Regions from separate parts of the Mus musculus genome. Here all the other regions are linked to region 6. A link is a contact called in public HiChIP or PLAC-seq data. All regions are on one chromosome and are shown on one strand. The core of a region is the stretch at or near the end of the contact, and the rest is flanking DNA. Distances in the headings are between cores, read along the strand shown.

What was found. HiChIP or PLAC-seq counts read pairs in DNA pulled down with a chosen protein or histone mark.
Region 1: a contact with region 6 is called in an H3K4me3 HiChIP or PLAC-seq map of bone marrow-derived macrophages, with 3 times the contacts expected there. The contact joins two enhancer-like sites. A contact is called at or near these places in 2 of 484 Hi-C or Micro-C datasets (both in bone marrow-derived macrophages), 4 of 115 datasets of contacts at active chromatin or transcription factors (a beta-TC-6 cell line, bone marrow-derived macrophages, embryonic stem cells and 1 more) and 1 of 9 other capture datasets (pancreatic islet).
Region 2: a contact with region 6 is called in an H3K4me3 HiChIP or PLAC-seq map of bone marrow-derived macrophages, with 4 times the contacts expected there. The contact joins two enhancer-like sites. A contact is called at or near these places in 3 of 484 Hi-C or Micro-C datasets (the N1E-115 cell line, bone marrow-derived macrophages and ventricular fibroblasts), 3 of 115 datasets of contacts at active chromatin or transcription factors (bone marrow-derived macrophages, embryonic fibroblasts and extraembryonic endoderm stem cells) and 1 of 9 other capture datasets (embryonic stem cells).
Region 3: a contact with region 6 is called in an H3K4me3 HiChIP or PLAC-seq map of bone marrow-derived macrophages, with 3 times the contacts expected there. The contact joins two enhancer-like sites. A contact is called at or near these places in 2 of 15 datasets of contacts at CTCF or cohesin (large pre-B cells and stem cell-derived epiblast-like cells), 11 of 484 Hi-C or Micro-C datasets (the HL-1 cell line, adipose-derived mesenchymal stem cells, bone marrow-derived macrophages and 5 more), 8 of 115 datasets of contacts at active chromatin or transcription factors (acute myeloid leukemia, bone marrow-derived dendritic cells, bone marrow-derived macrophages and 4 more) and 1 of 9 other capture datasets (embryonic stem cells).
Region 4: a contact with region 6 is called in an H3K4me3 HiChIP or PLAC-seq map of bone marrow-derived macrophages, with 5 times the contacts expected there. The contact joins two enhancer-like sites. A contact is called at or near these places in 1 of 484 Hi-C or Micro-C datasets (macrophages), 4 of 115 datasets of contacts at active chromatin or transcription factors (acute myeloid leukemia, bone marrow-derived macrophages and embryonic stem cells) and 1 of 9 other capture datasets (embryonic stem cells).
Region 5: a contact with region 6 is called in an H3K4me3 HiChIP or PLAC-seq map of bone marrow-derived macrophages, with 2.6 times the contacts expected there. The contact joins the promoter of Eri1 here to the enhancer-like site in region 6. A contact is called at or near these places in 1 of 39 promoter capture datasets (neutrophils), 2 of 115 datasets of contacts at active chromatin or transcription factors (bone marrow-derived macrophages and stem cell-derived neural progenitor cells) and 1 of 9 other capture datasets (liver).

The regions. Positions count from the first base shown.
Region 1 is chr8:34,844,849-34,847,548 of GRCm38.p6, forward strand. It overlaps Tnks (tankyrase, TRF1-interacting ankyrin-related ADP-ribose polymerase), which reads right to left. Exons shown (of 27, transcript NM_175091.3): 20 at 2,433-2,515. Among named protein-coding and RNA genes, the nearest start is that of Dusp4, 39 kb to the left of the region's middle. Within about 2 kb of position 1,368, at least 24 of the 459 cell types and tissues checked have an H3K27ac peak or open chromatin away from gene starts, as enhancers often do. A contact at or near this core is called in bone marrow-derived macrophages, where this site is marked.
Region 2 is chr8:34,943,866-34,946,565 of GRCm38.p6, forward strand. The region is part of intron 1 of Tnks (tankyrase, TRF1-interacting ankyrin-related ADP-ribose polymerase); the gene reads right to left. Among named protein-coding and RNA genes, the nearest start is that of Tnks, 20 kb to the right of the region's middle. Within about 2 kb of position 1,431, at least 55 of the 459 cell types and tissues checked have an H3K27ac peak or open chromatin away from gene starts, as enhancers often do. A contact at or near this core is called in bone marrow-derived macrophages, where this site is marked.
Region 3 is chr8:34,864,511-34,867,210 of GRCm38.p6, forward strand. All of the region lies in intron 11 of Tnks (tankyrase, TRF1-interacting ankyrin-related ADP-ribose polymerase), which reads right to left. Among named protein-coding and RNA genes, the nearest start is that of Dusp4, 58 kb to the left of the region's middle. Within about 2 kb of position 1,266, at least 7 of the 459 cell types and tissues checked have an H3K27ac peak or open chromatin away from gene starts, as enhancers often do. A contact at or near this core is called in bone marrow-derived macrophages, where this site is marked.
Region 4 is chr8:34,917,455-34,920,154 of GRCm38.p6, forward strand. Tnks (tankyrase, TRF1-interacting ankyrin-related ADP-ribose polymerase) reads right to left here. Exons shown (of 27, transcript NM_175091.3): 3 at 925-1,020. Among named protein-coding and RNA genes, the nearest start is that of Tnks, 47 kb to the right of the region's middle. Within about 2 kb of position 1,252, at least 38 of the 459 cell types and tissues checked have an H3K27ac peak or open chromatin away from gene starts, as enhancers often do. A contact at or near this core is called in acute myeloid leukemia and bone marrow-derived macrophages, where this site is marked.
Region 5 is chr8:35,494,156-35,496,855 of GRCm38.p6, forward strand. Eri1 (exoribonuclease 1) reads right to left here and starts at 1,378. Exons shown (of 7, transcript NM_026067.3): 1 at 1,117-1,378. The coding sequence starts at 1,212. It overlaps Gm51568 (a long non-coding RNA gene), which reads left to right and starts at 1,371. Exons shown (of 2, transcript XR_003947532.1): 1 at 1,371-2,700.
Region 6 is chr8:35,204,505-35,207,204 of GRCm38.p6, forward strand. No RefSeq gene overlaps it. Among named protein-coding and RNA genes, the nearest start is that of Gm34474, 13 kb to the right of the region's middle. Within about 2 kb of position 1,342, at least 89 of the 459 cell types and tissues checked have an H3K27ac peak or open chromatin away from gene starts, as enhancers often do. A contact at or near this core is called in acute myeloid leukemia, bone marrow-derived macrophages, liver and 1 more, where this site is marked.

The sequences.
Region 1 (2,700 bases), core at 118-2,617, 360 kb before region 6:
CTAAAGTTACTCATTCATAAGATAAAATGGCCCTGCATATAAAGTAAATGCTATGTCTATAGGGTTGCTGCCTGCTCCAAAGATTCGCTTGTTTACCTGGGATGTGATGAGAAAATTAACGATTATAAATGAAAAGACCTTTTTTCCCTTGAGGGTGGTGATGTTATAATCATATTTACATAGAATTCAATGAGTCCGACCTTTTATAGAATGTAGATGGTCAGTTTCTGTGAAAATCCAGGTCGTAGCAGTTGAGCTCCAGAAATTATAGTGTAAATTAAATTTTCCTTTCCCATAAACAAAACATTTTAGGTAGGAAGCTATAGTCTAAGTGTGAGAAGATGTTACATAATGCTATAGTTAACTAGAAGGAATTTTGATGATTATTTCTAAAGTGTTTATGGAATAAGACAGCGCAGAGACTTCTGAGAAGGAACTGTGAAGGTGGAGTGTAAGAACTTCTAGGACACAAACTAAAAGAACTACCTCGCGCCTCAGGAGAGGGAGAGGGGTATTCTCAGGCAGGACGAGAACAGCGGAATACACTATACAAAGTGTCTCAGCAAACACAGTCACAGAAGGGATAAGGGGACACAATGAAGGGTCACATGCTTGTTGATACACATTACCAGACTGCTACACAATATTTATGACAGAAAAGAAAATTCTAAAGGTATGCCGCGGAAGAATTAAGTAGACTTAATATTTTATACCTGAAGACTAGACAGATAACATCTGCACTTGAAATAATAAACACAAACTTAATTGTCTGCCCAGTGGCCCAAAAGACAGTTTCGATACATAGAAAAGCACACCACTACCTAGAGGAGAGGGCCTACACAAGGTAATATGCATTAAGTGCAACAATTAACGTCTTGACTCTGAAAAGGCTATAGAAATGATTTTGGACAAAAGAAAATCAATGGGACATCGATTTACTCAGAAGAAAACTGCAGTAAAAAGAACAACAAAACTGATAAAAAGAATAAGCTGACTGAAGACTGAGTCATTAAACTACCAAGTCAATAACATGAGAAACACGCACAGGAGGTCAGTTCCTGACAGAGAGCATGCAACAGGAAGTAAGAACAAGCGCATGAAAGCTCAGAAACAACGGCTCTCAACAAGAGGTGGGTCCCTTGTTTGAACTGGAGGTTTTTGGCTTATTAGACCAAGGTGTGTGTGTGAAGTTTCACAATTCCTGCAGACATGAGTCAGAATGAAGAGCATGTGTGTTCAAACAGTGACAAAGACCCAGTTTACAGGATTCTCACAGGACATTTCTAGTCCAGAAGATGATTGGACGACAGGGAGAGGAAGTTCTGATAGTCACCAGGAGGGCCCAAGTTTAAAGGAAGTGTCCCAGTAAGAGGCACGTGAGAAGGCAGACATGGGACAAGGCATCGTGCCAACAGCAGCAGAGACTGGAGTAAGGTGGCCTATGCGTGGCCTAAGTCAAGGAGGCTGGAAGGGCAGGGAGCAGACTCTTCTAGAACTGCTACAGGGAGTGCACCCTGCCCATCTGATTTCAGTCTTCTGAGAGAAAAACATCTGTTAGGCTACCAAGTCCATGGTCATTTGTTATGTAGCTCACCAAACTCAGTGCATATACTGACTAAATAACAGACTTGTGCAGAACAAGGTAACAACAAACCTGAAACAAACAGATTGAACATGGGGTAGACTGTCGAACATAAGTCACAAAATAAAGATGTGAAGTGGGCCCTAAAGCTGACTAGACTTTAAAAAGACATCAACAGCTATATTCTCCTGCACAAGCTATCCTCCCTGCCAGAAAGGCTGACATGGGCATATGGAGGTACCTCCACCTGGGAAATGGGGCACTGGGTCTGAGTGACTCTCCATCCTAAAGTTCCATGTCCACCAGTAATATTAAACTCAGTTTCATCTTCAGTGTTTACCATGGAGCATGGGAGTAAGAACTCATGACCTTTGACAACAGTCTGGCAAACAGAAGAGCTCTCTCTAGTAACACAAGAAGATGAGCTCATAAATGCCAGTTTCTTTTGGAAACAACAACAACAAAAACCAGAAAAACTGAGAATATTCTTGAGATAGTTTCTTGCTCTAAGTTCACCAAGTGCTCTCTCAGCAAGCTGAACCCTTCCTTCTCACGTCTAACCTGACACAGACTGCACTGAACAAAACTGGCCACAGAGGAAGGACGGCTCTCTGAACTGTCAGCGTCGGAGATGAGCGCAAAGTGCTGGGCTCCCTGGCTTCTCTACATGTATTTCAGGCAGCTAACAAGCAAGGTAAAAACATACACATAGATTAAACACGAGGCAAACTGCAGAACACTATAAGTCACAAAATAAAGAGAATACATAACACAGAAAATAAACAGCTGCGAAGTTTATGAAGTCAATAACTCAGAAGATGAAAAGCTGAAAGAGCACGTGAGCGCTTACCTGCTCTGTTTCAAAAATGTCCCTCAGGTGCTCAAGGCCAAGGCTCTTAAGGAACTGGCTGATGTTCATGTCAAGACCCGCAACTAAAACAAACAGTAAAATCTCTTAGAATTTCCTAATTCTACGCAAGGTCAGCATTTATGCATAACCCTATTTTTTGACACTTGCCTGTACAGATGATTTCACATGACAAAAACCAATACCAAATATGTCAATTTAAATCAGGCACTTCCAAGTTATGCTGAATTTTCTCTTTGGCATAGCAACA
Region 2 (2,700 bases), core at 181-2,680, 260 kb before region 6:
ACAGACAGACACACACACACACACACACACACACAAATCACAATAAAAAGTAAAGAATCAAGAACAAAATCAGAGGCAACTAGTTAAGGACACTCCTGCTCTCCTGTCTAACAATAAAGATCTGGCACAGAGTTAGAAGGCAAGGACAGCTGGGTCCCAAATTCTGGGTGAGCACCTTGGTCTGTGAGGGTCCAAGTGGGAAAGACGTAAGCCAACAGCTAGACACTCATCCAACGACCTTACTAGTCCTCTGGGCCTCATCTTCGCATGCCTGCTGTTGACATCAGCTAGCATAGAGAGACCACAGGATAGACCCTTCCTCAAATGCAAGCTCCTTACCTGGGCTCGCAGAATGCCAGTGGCCTGACCTGACTGATGTCACCTAATCCATCATTGTCTTTTCTGTCCCAACAGGAACAAAGCAACAAGCCTTCAAACTCCCCAGGAGCCTTGCTTCTCATAATGGGAAGGGTTGGGTTGTGATGGTCGAGGGAGGGAGGGACAGAACCGAGACTGTAGGACCTCTACCACTGCTCAGTACTATTGTGCCAGAACAGCAGACTGGACACATGGCCAGCTCTCTCTGGTTTCACTATTCTGATATAAAATTGAGCTACCCCTGTCCAGGAGCAGTAGAATGTAAGTAGAGTGTAAGATGATTTGTAAATTTCAGCACATGTTTGCTGGTAAATAATGTCATTTCACATATTTAAAGAAAACAAAAAATGTACTTTAAGGAAAAACTAAATTCAAAGTACAAGGCCTAACTAAATACACTTAGCAACATTCTTAAAGAACTGATTTTAAAGTATTATAATTAAGGCCCTTTGAAGTGTTTCAGTACAAGATGTAGGGCCACGGGTATTTATTCCCCAGGTCTGAGCTAAAAAACCAGGAAAAGTCATTCCACTTAACATTTAACATTTTAAGCTTGCCTACAATTAAAATCTGCAAGAAACAACCTTAAACCTTAACGGTAACATGAACAATGTTATCAAAAAAGAAAACCCAAAGGCGTTTGGTGTAATATAAACTGAAATATTTTATAAACAGTAGCAAACAACAGACTAAGAAGGCATTTTCTTCCTAACCTGACTACCAACAAAGCAACGAGCACTGGATCACAATAGCAAAGTTCATATTACATGTCATTTTTTAATTTTTCTGTAAGTATTGTAAGATCCAAGAACACCCAAAAGACAAAGAGTAAAGTAAGCTTGAAATTGTCAAGAACACTGACATAAAAGATAAACGGGCTTTTAGTGACAGAGGATCCACGAGATACCTTAGAAGGGAAGGTATCAGTGATCTACTGTTTACGTAATTCCAGCCACAAGACTGGCCTCATTGGCTCTCTACTGCTGGGATCAAACACCACCAAAGGCAGCTTGGGGATCAAAGGGTTTGTGTGGCTTCCCACTTCACAGTCCAACATGAAGGGAAGTAGTCAGGAAACAGGAAGTGAAACCAAGACCCATGGAGAAGAAACCCTCCTTACTGGTGTCTGTCCCCTTTGCATGGCTTGCTCAGCCCCGTTTCTTTTTCTTTCTTTTTTTTTTAAAGATTTATTTATTTATTATATGTAAGTACACTGTAGCTGTCTTCAGACACTCCTGAAGAAGGAGTCAGCTCTCATTACGGATGGTTGTGAGCAACCATGTGGTTGCTGGGATTTGGACTCAGGACCTTGGGAAGTTGATGCTCTTAACCACTGAGCTATCTCACCAGCCCAACAGCCCTGTTTCTTATAAGAATTACCATCAACTACCCAGGAATGGCTCCACCCACAGTGGGCTGGGGTTCTCCCACATCCATCAGTAATCAAAAAATTGCCTCACAGACTTGCACACGAGCCAATCTGATGGAGAAAACTCCTAAACCTAGAGTCCCTCTCCTCCCAGATATGCCTGTGTCACGTTCACAAAAATTAGCAACACAGAAGCTTTTGAACAATAACTGTAGAGCTTTTAAACACTTTTCTCCCCAGGGTATTCAGTGGCTCCCTAACATCACTGCCTACTCCAGAGGGTCCAGACATGGAGGAACTTCTAACTCTAAGTTCATTCTGAATCATGTGCATCCTGGCTGATGTGTGGAAGGCAGCTGCTGTTTATCTCACGACAGCTCCACCACCATGCCTTCACTCTCATTCTGTCCACTTTCTTCTTCTGACATGTTTTTAGGTATTTGGGTTTACTGTATTTTACGGAAGAAATGTGTATGCTGTTGTGAACATCTGTACTGGGAACTGCGGAAAGAACCTCCACCTTACTTGTCTTCTATGTACCAACTGGTTTACCTCATCTAATACACAACAAAGCACAGACACCTAGTTAGAAGTTTCTGATTACTCTGTAATATACCATCCAATGACAAATATTTTATATTTAACGTTATTGCTTCCTCTTCTAGCTTTCATTGTAACTATATTAGCTTTTAATCCTTAGAAGATAAACTAGCTTCTGATTGGTTCATCAAAAGTCACAAAGGAGTATATTTCCCTGTTGATTTCTCATTTGTCAAAAGCAGACCCTAGCTGAAAATTATTCTATCTTATAGAACCTGGTTTGGGGAGGGAGAGGGGGAGAGAGAGGGAGAGAGGTAGAGAGAGGGAGAGAATGCTAAAGTACAGAGAACTAAAGGAGTGCTTTCTCCAAACCCAACAGAGAAACTACCAGAAACAAAAAAGGTAAGAAACAG
Region 3 (2,700 bases), core at 16-2,515, 340 kb before region 6:
TTGTTTGCACGGCAGTTTCTAAGCTTGCTAGGACTACATAGGAGACTCTACCCCACAAAGAAATGAACAACAAAACTCCCACCAGACAAAGCGAGCAGTCCTGCCACTGCCTTCCTTCTTCCCCTGAAGCCCCAGAGCCCCCCTAAAATGCTTTGAGACCAAGTCGTAAGTCTTAACCCCCTGGTCCACTACAAATACTTAACATTCAATGCTAAACAGATTATTTTTATTAAAATGTGAAACTGCCACTAAAAAAAGAAAAAGCTTGATTTTATGTTACATACTCAACATGCTAACCATAGTTAAGACACTCTTAAGCTATACATTTAGAGGTCATGATGGACAACTGTGATTATGAACTTGATTGGACTAAGTAATTAATAATTAGAAAAGCAAACTTGTGGGTATGTCTGAGGGCTTTTCTAGAGATGACCAGACTCTAAGGGTTCAGTTTAAATGAATGTGCTAATCCACTGACAGAGTCAGAATGTGCAGGCTACTAGGAGACAGAACTGCGGATGGCCATAGTTCCATCCAGAGTATCCATCGTAGTATCTGGAGAAGCGGGTCACTAGGGGTATGTCCTCTGTCTGTGTCTTTCTGTTAGTGCTCCTCTCTGCTGCCTATTTGGCTCGGTGTGGTTACTTCAGCATACTCTCCTTCCACTATAGACTCAACCTCTGAACCATGAGCAAATTACACTTTTCCTCCCTTTTGTGGCTTGTTAGGGATTTGATCATGTGAACATGTTCAGAAAGTGCTGTTAGACTCAAATGTTAACTATGGGCCACTTAAAAGTCCAATAGAATCACAGAAAGAAAATACTAAGCAAGGAAAACATGACCCATTAGGAGTCAAGAAAAGTTTTTACTAATGTATGAAGAATGGAGGCAGCAACCCTGTGGGACTGGCACACTGCCTTGGGATCCAGGAATGAGTGATAGGGAGTTGATATAGCAGCCGCTGCTGCCACTGCCCACGATCCTTTCCTCCCTCCCTTCCAGTTCCTTCCTTTTTTCCTTCTTCCTCTCCTTATTTGGCTTTAGCTTGCCTATAGATTATTATGTAGACTAGGTTGGACTCAGCAGAGATCTACCTACCTCTGCCTCTTGAGTGCTAGGATTGAAGGCATTTGAGATCTACTGATGACAACTTATATATTGTCTTTGTATTTAAAGGAATCAGTAACTTGTGTGCTGTAGTGGAAGACCAGGAAGGACATGCTACACTAGAAGTCATTCGCGTCACTAGCAGACTGTTTTCAGTTGCAGAAGTCCACTGCTGACCTAAGATGCTAATAATAACACATCACGCACGTGGAGCACCAGGAAGGACTGAGAGCCTCGCATCTACGCAATGCCACTGAGAGAGGCTATAACAAAAAGCTTATTTTTCAATTAACTTTTCTGAAAAAATGCCTTGTAGGTAATAATACACATTTTTAAGAATTAAGAACATTATGGTTTGTATGAGTATTATAATGTAATTGTCAAAAGTGACTTGCAAAGTCAAGCCTAGGGCAACAATAATTCACACAAGTGTAGCAGAAAGCCCCCTTAGCTTACTATTTCTGATACAACATGTTGCTTATAACAATGCTATAGTTGTAGCTACAAAGTAGGTGATAAACCTGTACGACTGCTCTCTTTATTTTAACTTACTTGATTTCGATTAAGAATGCCAAATGTCCTTCTAAAGCATTTAATATACATAATCTTGTTTACCTGTAAAGTATAATCAAGTAGTGCAAACACCACTAAAACACCACACAGCAATCTGATGCTCATGTAAGGGGAATGCAAGGGTCAGGAAGGAAAGGCATGCTGGAAGATACCATTCAGCTCTATTAGAGAACAGTCTCATTGTTTTAAAGATTTTATTCCTAACTAAGTGTATGTTCCGAGTTTCTTTCTGTGTGGGAATGTGTGGTGTGCAAAGGTGCAAGCTCCCCTGGAGGCCAGCTCCCTCTCGGAGCTGGAGTTTCAGACAGCTGGGAGCTGCTCAACACAGGTGCTAACCATGGACTCGGATGCACTGCAGAAGAGAAACCATCCCTCCAGCCTCCAATCTCCAGTCTTACAAGAGTTATTTGAGGTCACTGCTTGGTTGTAACACCTGGTTCAACAGCTATTATCAGTTAAGGAGATTCATGTGGAGCCTATCAAAGAAACATATTATTAACTAACTATGTTTAACAAACAGTAGTAGTTTTACTTTTTTTTTTTTTTTCCTTTTTTCCGAGTCAGGGTTTCTCTCTATAGCCCTGTCTGTCCTGGAACTCACTCTGTAGACCAGGCTGGCCTCGAACTCAGAAATCCGCCTGCCTCTGCCTCCCGCGTGCTGGGAATAATGGCATGCGCCACCACTGCCTGGCTGTATTTTTACTTTTAATGTGGTTTACTGAAAATCTGATACTCAAATTTCATCTTTACTATGTTCCTGCAAACACTACCTAAACACAAAGCAGGAGTTTTCTATAAGCAGGTTAGTGGATTGTGTTTTAGTGTTTATAAATTATGAAGCTGGTTAGTCTTTTTTTGTTTGTTTGTTAACCTAAAAACTACTGTTATCTAAGATAAAGGAACCTCTGTTAAAAAGAAAGGACAAAGAGACAATTTTACTAGGGGAAAAAAAAGTTAAATGAACTTCGAAGGACAACCTATGACTTTAAACACAAAACCACACAGTAACTGCCCTTTC
Region 4 (2,700 bases), core at 2-2,501, 290 kb before region 6:
TGTCGTTCCACGTAGAGTAATTAAGCAAAATTCCATATATTTTTAAAGCTTTCTGTACATAAATGCCTTCTATTCACTTCACAATCTCTATTAAGAGTGCACAGCAGATTGATAACTTAAACACAGTTAAAGCTCTCTTCTACACAATCTATAACAGCACTGTTAGCAGTGCAGTGACTAGGAGGCTCCACATCACAGAGTAAAGGAGGGCAAAGGCAGCAGGACCGGTATGCTGAGAACAAAACCAAACAGAGCCAATGCAGCACTGAGAACGAAGATCAATGAGAACAGCAGCTCAAAATCTAGCCGTTAAACATAATCTTGCCGACCATGACGAAGGGTGCTCTCTACCCTCAGGGTCTCCTCTGTGATGGTTCTTGGCATTTACTTTTATAAAATTAATAAGCCCCAAATCTGCATTACAGAAGTAGAAAGACAATATATTACCCCAATCTAAAAAACTTGGCTATCAGGGTAAAAAGTACAAAGATATAATGAAATATATAAAAGTGGGTGAGGAGAGCACCCAAGTGTAGCTGTTGACCCCAGGGATAAGGCAGCAGGTTGTCTTCCCAATGAAAACTACTTTTACAGTAACACAAATGCCCTTGTCTGCTCAACAGTGAAGGGCTTTAAAAAACCAGCCGAGAAGAGGAGGTAGAGGAAAACTGTGATGTAAGCCATAAAACTGACAAAATATGAGAAACACTATGATGTAATGCTGTAATTCTCAGTGCTATAAGCAGTAAAATTAAGATATATCAATCTATATGATATATACATATATAGGTATATATCTCAACACAATTAATAAGATGCACATCCAATCAATAAGATTTTTAGTATTTTCTTAGCTTCATTAGTGGAAAAATATTCAGTGCATGAAAATCTTATAAAATCAGCCTCCTAGCGCTGGCTCCTTACCTGTGAGGACAGCTTTTGCTGAAGGATCTGCCAGGTCCAGAGCTGATTTCCCATCGGTGTTCCGGATGTTTGGATCGGCTCCGTGCTGCAGCAGCACTGTGCAGGGAAAGCACAAACAGTATCTTACCTCGGGGATACAGAGATTATTTACTGCTAAGTGTCGCCTCGGCATGGTGTAGGCATAAACATACATTGCACAATTTTTTCTCTTTCAAGAAAAGAAAAATGAAAGAAAAAGGGGAACAAAAGCACTGCAGCAAAGGATCTTCTCTAGAGTAAAGCAAAGTTGGCAACTTATGGTACAGTATTATCACATGACTTGACATCATAACCATGAAACTAGAAGCTTGCCCCGGACGGTCCTGCTTTGCCTCCCAAGGAAGCAGTATGGGAGCTGTGTGCGTGTTCCCTGCCTCGCTCTGTGAGCTGTGCTAGCTGAAGCTGCCCTGCCTTTACTACCACTGTGACTGCTTGTTGCTGCTGCTGCTGCTGCTGCTGCTTCGCTGCTGAATCTCCAACACGTCCTCTCTCAGAAGAGTTGTAACCCTGTGCAAGGCTTTTAGTGGCTCAGTGCTCACATATGAAACTCACCATAGACACACTGGCTTGTTTCCAGAAGTTTAACAGACACAGTAATGCGTGCAACGCCAGCTCTTGCAGCCATGCTACAAAAAAGAACTCTATCCTGTATTATGATCCTCCATCAAATTTCTAGAACTAAAAACCCAATCACTGAAATTCATGTAACAAAGGTATTTCATAAAAACTACAGAGACTCCTTAAGATTCAGACCCTCCTATAAGTGAGTGGGCAGTAGATAAAATATGGATATGGCATTTGGGAAGTGTCTAATGCCAACTAAACCACTGCTGTGTAAGAGCAGAGCCCCAGAGACCACGGGAGTGCTACTACCCATCTGATATTTAAACAGTGAACAGGTTAGGCATCTTTAGTCAAAAACCTGAAATTCAAGGTGAGGAAAGTGAATCCTCTGAGCACCTACATAGCCACCTCTGACACCATGATAGGGGAACACTTAAGTGTATACTGAATCACTTTTTTCTACATTTACTGGGGGTGGGGACACAATGTAGAAGTAAGAGGACAATCACTTCTACATGTTGATCCCAGGGATTAAATTCAGGTCCTGAGGCCTGGTGACATGTGTCTTTACCCACTGAGCCAGCTCATTGGCCACTGCTTGTTTTTTTTTTCCCTAAGCAATAAAAATTTTCATTCTTTAGCGAAATATACACTAAGCAACCAAATTTAAACTAATACTCTTCCATTTTAGAACTCTCATTAACATACATGGGATTTAACCAATGAGAGGGCTAAGAATGTAGCTCATTTGGTAGACTGTATGCTTACCATGGTATATGTGAAACACAAATAAATCTCGCATTGAGGCCTGGATTCCAACCTCAAAACATCTCATGCTATATATATGCAAATATTCCAACTCCTCAGGTGGGGTGGGTCTGAACGCCAAAGCACTTAGGTCTCACGCATTTTATTTAGATGAGGGAAACTTACATCTTACATAAGAGTTTTAGGGCTGAAATGGTGGCTCTGCTGGTGAAATGCTTGTTACATAAGCATGAAGAGCCAGGTTCTGATCCTCAGCATCCATCTGTCACACAGAGCTAGGGAAGTGGAACAGAAAGATCCCTGGGACTAGCTGGCCATAGTCTAGCCAAATCAGAGTATCCCGGGCTCAGTGAGAGGCTCTGCCTCAAAACGTGCAGTGGAGAGTAACTGAGGAAAAGGCTCAGT
Region 5 (2,700 bases), core at 128-2,627, 290 kb after region 6:
AACGTATGTTAAAATGAAAGGGGCATCTTTCCAGAGAGGGCAGATGGAAGCGTCTTCAGCCTTCCAAAGTACCTACCAACAAAGGGAATAATCTGGAAAGATCCAGAGAAGCATGCTCCGGACAAGAGGAGCACAAGATCCTTACGTTACAAAACACTCCACGATAAAAGAACACAAGGAAGCCAGAGTGGACGAAGATGTGTATATGAACTGAGCAGAGGGGCAAACTGAAGAAGGCACGGAATGCGCAGCGCAACCTCGGCACAGACTGTCAAAAGGAAACTCTAGAGGCCTGATAGACAGCTTAACCATGAAGAACAAACTCTGCTCTTCCCCAAGACCCATACCTCCTTTCCTGGTCTTCAGAGGCACCTGCGCACACACACACATTTTAAAAAATAATATTTAAAAGGCTATTCTGGCTACTACACGAAGGTGTAAATGGAAAGAATAAAGGCATTGGGACGCCTCTATGGAATACCCACCTTCTGACATTTTGGTTTTTGAGCCTAGCCTTTCACACCCAAGCCATCTATCTCTCTACCCTGCCAATGAATGAATAACCTGGGTGTCAGTACTCAACTCCTCTTACGAAAAAGCGACAGAATTTAGCATCTCGCTCACAACCCGCGGCGCTAGCCAACACTAATTCATCAAGATGAAAAACAGAAGTCCGGGGATCATCTCCTGATCTTGCCCATGCCGTGAGGAAGTAGCAAATCACTTAGAAAGCCGGTCGTGGCAGGGTTCTGGGCGAGACAGTAGGGGACGGGGAAAGACCGGGGGAGGGTCCTCTCGGGAACAGATGCACCTCGGGGTGCAGAGGGCAGTGGGCCGTCTGGGGCTGGGAAGACACGGGCTGTCCGAGCACCCCGAAAGGCTTGCCGCCGCATCTGGCGGGGAGGGTGGGCGCTGGAGAGAACCCAGCCAATCAGCGCCACGGGGCTGATGGAACGGCAGTGCGCCCGCGCGCGCCGAATGTTTACGCGGAATTCTCACTCGGAACTTCCCGCCTGACCTCCTCCCTCTCGAGGCCGACGATGCTCGCCCCGACTAGGACGGAGCAGGGGAGCGAGCGAGGCCGCCCCGCACGCGCGCGCGAGCTCCCGACCTCACCTCCACGCTCAGCGGCCGGGACTCCTCACACTCCGGCCGCGGCGTCTTCTGCTGCGCCGCGTCGCCGCCACGCTCCCGGCCCCGCTCGTCCTCCATGCCGCCTCTCGCGGGCCGCGAGACGGCCGCGGACGCTCACTGTCGGTCCACCGAGACCCGCGGGAAGCCGCCTCGCTCTCTCCCTTGAAAAACTACCGCGCTTCACGTTCCCGCGGCGGCCGCCACACAAACTCCGCCGGACGCCTCCTACTTCCGGGAGCGTGTGGCGTTGTCACGCCGCGCAGGCGCAGTGGGCGGGTCCCCTCCTTTTTCTCCCCGCGCGCGCGCGGTAGGACGGCGGCGGGAGAGAGCCCGGGAGGCGAGCGATTTGGGGAAGTGGGCGTGGGTAGCCCGCAGGTTCGAAAATGGTGCTGCGCCGGTTGCCTGGGATGCGCGCGTGAAGCTGCCCTAATTAGTGTTTGCTGCAAGTTCTAAGGTCTTTCCTCCCAGTAACTCAAAATCTATTTACTTTTTTTCCCCCACTGTAGCAGAAGCTGCTTTGACAACGACCAGTGTAGTCTATGTATGCCCTTCTGCAGATGCGTTCCTAGGGTCTAGATTCCACAACGCTGAAATCTACAGGATTGCATCCTTTCCAATGCTGTTTGGCATTTGGGGACGTTTTTAAAAATCATTTTCATTCGTCTCCACCCCCCCCCCTTGTGTTTATGGGTGTTTTACCTGCGAGCATGTCTGCACCGCGTGTGTGCAGTACCCCAGGGAGGCTGAAGAGAGCGTTGTCCCTGGGATTGGAGTTAGAACCCAACATGGGAGTTGCCATGTGGGTGTTTTTGAGAGGCGAAGGAAGAAACTACCATTCCAACTTAAGTGTCTGGGCAAGATGAACTTTACTCTTTATCAAGCGGGTATGCTCGAAGAGTGAATACATACAAGTCAGGAAGTGTGTTTGGTGATTATTTTAACTTAGGGTGTGGCCTGTGTGTGTCTCTTCCTCCTGATTTGAGGTCCCGTTGTTTCACAGCCTGATTTGATTGGCTAGTCTGAAAAGAATTGGTGCACAGGAAGTGGAGGATGGGGAAAGGGGCCATTGGAATAAAGGAGCAGTTCTTTGAGTAAACAGTAGTTTTTCTGGATCTGAAGGATCGAAACATTTTCATTAAAAGTCTCACAAGGTGGAGGAAGATAAAAAGATTTCAATTCTTTGTCTTAAACCCAAGTTTTATAGTATCCATAGAAAAGACTTGTGGTGGTTTAAATATGCTTGGCCCAGGGAGTGGCACTATTAGTAGATGTGGCCTTGTTGGAGGAAGTCTGTCACTGTGGGCATGAGCTTTAAGACCCTCATTCATGCTGGCTGCCTGAAAGTCAGTCTTCTCCTGTTTGCATTTGGAGCAAGATGTTGAACTCTCAGCTTCTCCTGTACCATGCCTGCCTGGATGGTGCCATGCTCCCACTTTGATGATAATGGACTGAACCTCTGAACCTATAAGCCAGCCCCAATTAAACGCTATCCTTCTAAGAGTTGCCTTGGTCATGGTTAAACACTTGTCATAAGACAAGACTCTTACTTGGTATTTCTCACACACT
Region 6 (2,700 bases), core at 92-2,591:
GAAAGGGCATAAAATATTTATGTATGAATGGATATATTGAGTTGCTCATGCCTTTTTAAAAATGTCGTAATGTATGGATGCAGTTATATATCTTAATTGCTAATTCAATAAACATTATTAGCATCTACTAGACTAAACCCGTAGGGATTAGAGTAAAAGTGAGGATATAAATATTCATAACGAGAAGGGCAAACATTCACTGACGGTTATGCTTGATAGGCTGGACAAGCCTTGGCTTATTTACCCAGAACACTAAGTATGGTTCTTTCCCCACTTTATAGGTGAGGAAATGGAGACTTAGGGAGTGACGGAACCTGCCCGTGGTGGCAGAGCTGGAAGGTCTCAGGGCAGGTGGGTGGCAGAGCTGGAGGACGGTAGAGCTGAGGGTCTGACTCGGACTAGTGGGGTCCCTAACCATTAGGCTCAAGAAGCTTACATGAGAACTCTTCCCCACGAATTTGGACTAGACTAGGTGGAACTCATCCGAGCAAACATCACTCCCGCCAGGTCAAGACTCACAATGAAGGGAAGAAAAAAAATGAGGTAGGGGTCTTCAAATGGAAGAATGGAAAGGAAGGCTTCGGGGAGGAGGAACTCACAGGCAGGGGTGAGCAACGCAGGTGAGAGGAACGTGGGAAAGTGCACCTTAGAAACGGTGGGGCGGGGCTTAGCAGCCGCAAGCAACACATGCTAAGAAATGATGCGAGGGTTGGACTGCTCACATCCCAAGGGAATCAGCGCGTCTTGAGTTCAGTGTAAGAGGAACATGTCTTGATGCAACGAGGATGGAGCAAGATCTGGAGATGACAAGGTCACTAGTGGCCACTGGAGCGCCTCTTCATGGAAGCAGGCAGCGCGGCTGTCTGTCTGTCTAGCCTTCGAGTTGTGAGCTGCCAAGAGCTGCGGAAGCTGCAGAAAATAATTCATCTTTCCTTCCCATTCCCTTGGGTTTTAGCGACTCTGGAGTCTGGAGATCAGCAATAGACTACAACCAGGAGGTCTGTAAGGAAGGGGAGGCGTGACCAAGGAGAGGCTGGCTCCTAAAGGAAGCGTTTCTGTCCAACGTTTCTGTGTAGTGAGTCTGCCTTCAGAGAGCTGAGTGCTTGTTTAGCTAAGTCATAGTTTTCACACTAAGGACCATGAACCAGGCTAAACCACAGACACCAGCCAGCTGCATGACCCCGGTGCCTCTGGCAATGGCTGTTCATCTTTTCTAGTTTGCAGCGTGGGTTTTGTCTCATTCCCACTTCCTGCCCCTAATTCCTCTCTAACCTCCTGCTGTTTCCTCTGTTCCTGAGGGTTACCCATGTCATTCCTCACACGTTGGAAGCGCAGCGCCCCCTTGTGATTATGACCACTTACCTTGGACACTCTCAGAAAGCTGAACAAAGCAAAGAACTGTGGCTCCACCTCAAAAACTCGCAGCCTTGTCCTACCAGCTCCCCAAAACCATTAGCGCCACTGAATCGATTTTATTTACTAAAGTTTAAGATCCACTGTCCTGGGAACGGAGATCCTGGGAGCATAGCAGCTCAGAAGAAGGCCCAGTGACAGCCGTGGACACGCCTCCACTCTTCCCGTTTTACATCTCAGATGTGTTTCCCTTACCAGGGATCAGTTTCTGAGGATGGAAATGGCGTCTCCAGCTCCCAGAGCCCAGGGGACATTTATTAGATACTGTGAAGATGACTTATTGTTAAAGGGTCCCCTTCCCTTCTTTCTTTCTTTTTCTTCTTCCTTCTCTACTGCACCCCTCCCCCCCAGCCCTGGTTGGCATTGAGCATAAAACATAGGTTTTAGAAAGCGGTTAATGTTTAAAGGGGAACTCATCAGGTTAGGCAGGGCATGGGCAGGTTGCTCAACTGACAAACAAATCCACCTGCTTTGTTGCTCCCTAAGCTAACAGGAAGCAGCCAGGAGATGGTCACTCACCCAGCAGTGGCTCACACCACCTGGCAAGCCACCGACAGGGCGACAGCACAGCGTGCTGCAATAGCAAGAGGCTATAAATAGACTTTTCTAAGAAGCTGCGGGCTGGTGCTGGACAGGCCTGATGCGGAGGCCTGGTGTGTTGCCCTTCAAACAGATAGGGAACAGTTCTAGAAGGACACTATAGAATGTAAGCCTCCTCCCAGTCCCTCTTCTTTCCTATTTTGTTACCTATGCCTGAGAGTCTCCATTGGGCTCCTAATTGCTGGTTCCTAGCTTAACAATACTGGAGACAAGGGCAGAAATCCCTTGGTAGGTCTTCATGAGGGGAGCCTCGTTCTTATTGCCCCATACTTGTCTAGCTTCTTACTCCTTATGCATGACCCTCTCTGTTGGTCGACTGATGTCCTTCTCGCCTTTTCCACAAGACTAATTCCCCTACTCCTCCATTTGTTCATGTTTTCCCTGTTTGGACTCTTTGAATGCATTCCCCTTTGTTTATAATTGTGGTCTGCATTTTAAGCACATACACCGGTTCTTTACAGACCAAATACATGCATGTCTACCAGTCTGTGTGAAATATAAGAAAAGCTTACTTTTCATGGATAACCTGTGATAAACAAACATGAGCAGGAGTTTTATATTCTTCCCTGCCCACCACCAGGTCATTTTGCAGATTCTGTAGCGGATATCACTGAGCACAGTACCAGATCACTGCTGGGCTCTTGAGGTTGGTTCCAAGTCATGCATTTATCCACTCATTCATCATTT